Linked DNA regions of Sus scrofa: region 2 is linked to region 1. Evidence: chromatin contacts called from public Hi-C data. All regions are on one chromosome and are shown on one strand. The core of a region is the stretch at or near the end of the contact, and the rest is flanking DNA. Distances in the headings are between cores, read along the strand shown. Region 1 holds the start of TIMM44 (mitochondrial import inner membrane translocase subunit TIM44). Region 2 holds the start of ELAVL1 (ELAV like RNA binding protein 1).

Region 1 (2,700 bases), core at 151-2,650:
TGTGGCACAGTGGGTTAAGGATCTGGCTTTGTCACTGCAGTGGCTCAGGTCACTGCTGTGGCACAGGTTCGACTCCTGGCCCAGGAACCTCCCCATGCCATAGGCGAGTTCCCGTGGTGGCTCAGCAATAATGAACCCAACTAGTATCCATGAGGATGAAGGTCTGATCCCTGGCCTCACTCAGTGGGTTGAGGATCTGGCATTGCCATGAGCTGCCGTGTAAGTCACAGGTGCAGCTTGGATCTGGCATTGCTATGACTGTGGGGTAGGCTGGCAGCTGCAGCTCCGATTTAACCCCTAGCCTGGGAACTTCCATGTGCCAAGAGTGCAGCCCTTAAAAAAAAAAAAAAAAAAAAAAAAAAAAGTGGATGTCTGTCTAACTTGGGAGAAAAATCTCACAGCAGGACCAAATCTGAGGTTGGTTCTCCTTCAGTCTTGGGCGCAAATCAAAACAGGTGTGAATTCAACCACTAAATGACATATAGCCCAACTGTTAAAAAAAAAAACTCCTCAGTCTTGAGTCAAAAACATAATCTTTCTCCTGACACTCAAGATTCCTATGACATATTTTCCTTTCTCCAGAATCTGGCTTCGGAGCCAGACTGACCTGTTTTGGACCAGGTCAGGCACCCCACTAGCTCTGGGACTAGCTTCATACTTAGGAATTCTGTTTCCTAACCTGTGAAATAGCGACAAGCAGCAGCAGCGTGAGTACTATTTTCTGAATGCACTTTACAGGTCTTCACCACCACCACTTCTGAGAGCCCAGGCTCTTAGCCAGGGCAACAACTACCTTTCGCACTTTCAGAGAGATTAGAAGAGGCGAAGCAGAAAATGTTCTAGGTAGGGGGCCTGGTATATAAAGGTGAGCTGTGATTGTCACGTTTTTTTGCCTTCTCGCCACTTTTTCTCCACTGTGAGCCACGGACACCATTCACTCCTTGGTGCACGTGGAGTCCGGCCAGGAAGTGAGGGGCGATCTGCTCCCTGCCCGGCTCGGTGCACTGCCACCCCCAGCCGGACACGCTCGGCCCCCGCCCTCAAGCCTCGCTCCGGGGACCTCGTTCCGGGGCTCTCGTTCCCGGGTCCCCGCCCCGGCCTCGGCTGACCCAAGGGACCAAACTATGAGCTTCTCGACGAAACCAGGGCAGGGCCTAAAGGGCCAAAGTCCTGGGGAGAAAGAAGCTCTGAAGGTCACGGGTCCGGAGCTTCCCTAGGCCCGTTCCCTGGCTCCGCACGTCTGCTCACCCGCGGGCAGCGGCACCAGCCTCCCCGCAGCGCCGCCGCCGCCATGCTGGAGGATCCCGTATGACCTTCTCGCAGCGCGATCCGATGGCGTCACCCACCGCGTCTGCCTGGTGCGCCCTGAGCCTGGGAAAAGGGGGACCTGAAGGCGGGGTTTATGAGAGGGACAGTCCTGTTATTGGACAGGGCTCCCAAGGGGGGCGGGGCCGTAGAGAGAGCAAGGTCCATGGTAGGGGCGAGGCCTGATGGGGCGGGGAACTTCTAATAGGGAGATCTCTGATAGGGTAGAATTAGGAGGAGCGAGGCCTAAGACTGGATGTGGTCTGGGGGACGAGCACTCCTGTGAGATAGAGACCTATAGTTGGATAAGACTGCAAAGGGGCGGAACCGGAGGGCGTGGATTCTGTTGCGAGCAGCGATTCTCCTACAGACCACGCGGGGATCGCGTGTTTGCGAGGAACCTGTAGACACAGCGACTTGCCCCAGGACCGATTCATTTGGATTCTGACTGACCAAAGGACCAGCTCCATAGCGACTTACTCTGGCTCTCACTGGCTATGACTAGCAGTGATCAACAGACTGGCAAGTGAGTTCCTTCAAGAATGAACCAACTTTTGTACAGCACTTTGGGAAGGCACCTGTTGGTTTTGGTCCAGAAAAGAGAAGCTGAGACCAGACTGGGTGTCACTCCTCCCTCCATCGATTCAGTGTGAAGTGACACACCTGGCCCTGAAGAAGCTCAGGCCTCTGTCATGTCAGCACCCAGAACTATTTTCCATTTCGAGAATGCCGCCACCAAGTGGCGGTACCTTGACAATGGCCGTGCAGTCTGAAGCTAGGGAGGGGCTGTGGGCTGGTACCCTGGGGGGGAGCTAAAGTTTGTTGCCTTTGCCCTATTGAAACTTTTTTCGTTACTCAACTATGGTTAAAGTTTGTTGAACTTGAAAAGGAGGCAACACACTCCCTGGCTTCAGGGTTGGAGAGATCTAAATTCTCTGTCCCTCCGGAGCCCACCTCCAAGTGAGAAGGGATGAGGGCTTCCATTCTGGCTTTGTTTGAAATATCTTTACTCGAAGAGGAGCAAACTTGTTAAATGGTTGGGATATACAGATCTGTTCCCCAAAGGAAAGTCTGTGCTTCAGAGGTGCCCAGGGACAGGAGGTCAGACGGGCACATCAAAGGCCCAAATGGAGAATGAGGAGCCTGTAAAGGAGACTGGGAGGGGATAATCAACAGGTTTAACCCTCTCTCCCCCATTTTTGTAGTAGGCTGGATTTTAAGATATATATGTTGGGAGTTCCTGTCATGGTTCAGCTGTAAGGAACCCCACTAGTATCCATGAGGATGCGCATTCAGTCCCTGGCCCTGCTTAGTGAGTTAGGGATACAGCGTTGCCATGAGCTGTGTTGTAGGTCGTAGATGGGGCTCGGATCCCACATTGCTGTGGCTGTGGCA
Region 2 (2,700 bases), core at 170-2,669, 65 kb after region 1:
ACTGTTTATAATGTTATATATTCAATGCCTACCAGGCACAGGTCACACACAATGCTGGGGTTTCCCACATCCTTAATATCTGTACAGCAATATTCTCATCCGTCCTGTTTCATAGATAAGAAAACGAAGGCTCCCACAGCTGAATCTGTTCAACGTTTTGGGAGCCTTCCGTTCCAAGGCATCAGAGATGGGGCTAAGGGAACTTTTAGGGTAATATCATTTAGTCCAGTGGTGGTTCTCACATGTGTAAGCGCGCGCGCGCGCGTGTGTGTGTGTGTGTGTGTGTGTGTGAGATACTTTCAGCAACATCTGAAGATATTTTTGATCTTCACAACTAGGGGACATGGATGCTGCTGGCGTCTCGTGGGTAGAGGCCAGGGATGCTACTCAGCATCCTACCATACACAGAACAGCCCTCCCCCACAAACCAAAAATGATCAGATCCCAAATGTCAGTAGCGCCAAGGTTGAAAACCCTTGAATCCTCCTCCCCATCGTCCCACTTCTGGACATTGGTTCTCAGGATTCCACAGGAATACTTTCAGTAAAGGGGAGGGGGCTCTGTTCCTCCAGGGGCAGGGCCTGCAGAAGTTCTTCCCCACATGCCCTACAAACAGTAGGTATTAGAACCCATTTTAATAAGCCTAGCAGCGGAGGACGCCGGAAAAGGAAGAACATCCATCCTCCATTGTTCAACTGCGTGCAGTTTATGTTTTACACACACACACAATTTTACAAACCCAAACGTCCCACGCCTCAAAAACAGCTTTGTTAGAGATGGCGTCCATAAATATATATTTTTCTTCGACCCTCATACATAGTGAAGGGTTTGCACACTTCTAAAAGGACCTCAGATCGGCCGCGGTCCTCTGACAACGACCACAAAAGAATGTATAGGATTTCCCCGGGGAGCGTGCCCGTGGGCCGTGACCTCTGCGCGCTGAAGGCGCTCACCCGACTCCCTCGTCTCTGGCTTCGCTCTCCCGCCCCCGGATAGCCGGCTTGCAAGACTACCCCGGCCCGGCCGTGGAGCCCGGCCGCCAGGCGCGTGCCCACGCCGCGTCCCCCTCTTTCGGCCCTCGCGGCGGCCAAGGAATCCGGCCCGGGGCCTGTCGCCGGCGCCCACAGCGGCCGGCCCTCGCCAGCTCGCCGAGGCCCGTGCGCGTCCCCTCCCAGCCCCGCGCGGCCTGGGCCTCGGCCGGTGCAGGCCCGCGAGCGCCCGCGGCCCGGCCAGGCGAGCTCAGGCCTGCCGCGGCCTACCCCGTCGAGCGCCGCCGAAGGCCCCCGCCTCACCTGGACGCGGGCGGGATGGCCCGGGGCTGCTCCGGGTCGGGCGGGCGGCGGCGGCGCGGCGCTAACGGCTCCGCTCGGCCTCGGTAGCGGTGGCGGCAGCGGCGGCGACGGCGACGGCGGCGGCGGCTCCTCCTCAGCGCGCACGACCCGCTCCGGCCCGCGGCCCGGACACGCCCCCCCGACGCGCGCACCCATTGGCCAGCGTCCGCCACTGCGCGCTTCTCGTTGGCCGGCGTTGCTGTCGCGGCGCCCCGGGGCGCGCGGCGGAGGCGGGACTTCCGGCTGGCGCCGCCTGAGAAGGGCTCGGCGGCAGGCAGAGACGCGGGTGGCCGGCGATGGCCGCGGAGGGGGCCAGTTGGGGCTTGGCCCACGGCGGCCGACGGAAGGCGGTGACCGAAGAGCCGCGCCCTTTATCGGGGGCATTTTGTGTGTCTCGAGCCTATGTGTCCCACCGCCGCCGCGGCCACCGTTACCACCCTACAAGGTAGGAGCGGTCAGTGCACCAGGACTGTAAAGGCAGGACTCGGGTTCGAATCCTGGCCCCAGCGTTTCCGCACTACGTACCCTTGGGCAGGGGCTGACGTCACCTCGGCGGGCCTCAGTTTCCTTATCTGGTGTAATGAGTAGGCGGGGCATGGGATGCCGTCAGCGTTCCATCAGTGTTGCTTATCAGAGCTAGCAGTTTACCCCGATGCTCAGCCTAACACCCATTCATTAAAATTTAATTGAGTGCCTACTACGTGCCAGTCAATGTGTGCACAGTGAACTAGCCAAAATACCTGCCTCTATTTGGTTGACATTCTAGGCTGGCTCTGTCCAAGAGCGGTATAAGCGTACCACAAATGTTAGCCACATGAGTAATTTAACGTTTCTTATAGCCATGCTAGAGGGGGAAAAATAAAAAGAAACAGGAGATGTTAATTTTAATGATGTGTTTTATTGAACCCAATTTATGTCCAAAAAGCTGTTTCAACATGTAACCAATATAAAAAGTTCTGAGATCTTTTTATGTTTTTTTTTTTTTTTCCTTCTTTACGTGCTTTTGAAATCTGGTGTTTTTTTACACTCACAGCGCTTCTGAAGTTGGACTGGCTACGTTTCAAGGGCTCAACAGCGCAGTTGCCAGTGACTACTGTATGAGACCGTGCAGTGCTAGATGAGGAGGCAGAAAAGAAATCAAGTGGATTCCACACACAGTGGTGAAAAGTGGTAAGAGGAAAAGTAAATTGGACAGAGGGCATAGGTGAGGAATGTGGGGATTTCAGTTTGAAAGAGGACTGTTAGGAAGATTGAGACAATAGGATCTGCAGAAGGACCAGAAAGAGTCAAGAACACTGAAAAAATAATCATAGTGTAGTATAGTGTCATGTTTATCCAACAGAACTTTCTCCCATCATGGGCATGCCTT

Evidence for each region. Hi-C and Micro-C count contacts between places; a contact is called where the count stands out from the background.
Region 2: a Hi-C map of skeletal muscle shows a contact between it and region 1, with 6 times the contacts expected there. The contact joins the promoter of ELAVL1 here to the promoter of TIMM44 in region 1. A contact is called at or near these places in 1 of 5 promoter capture datasets (liver), 7 of 47 Hi-C or Micro-C datasets (alveolar macrophages, embryonic fibroblasts, heart right ventricle and 3 more) and 2 of 2 datasets of contacts at active chromatin or transcription factors (alveolar macrophages and skeletal muscle).

What each region holds. Positions count from the first base shown.
Region 1 is chr2:71,270,478-71,273,177 of Sscrofa11.1, reverse strand. TIMM44 (mitochondrial import inner membrane translocase subunit TIM44) reads right to left here and starts at 1,400. Exons shown (of 13, transcript XM_003123200.5): 1 at 1,249-1,400. The coding sequence starts at 1,293.
Region 2 is chr2:71,205,860-71,208,559 of Sscrofa11.1, reverse strand. It overlaps ELAVL1 (ELAV like RNA binding protein 1), which reads right to left and starts at 1,419. Exons shown (of 6, transcript NM_001195334.1): 1 at 1,293-1,419. It also overlaps a transcript of CCL25 not described here.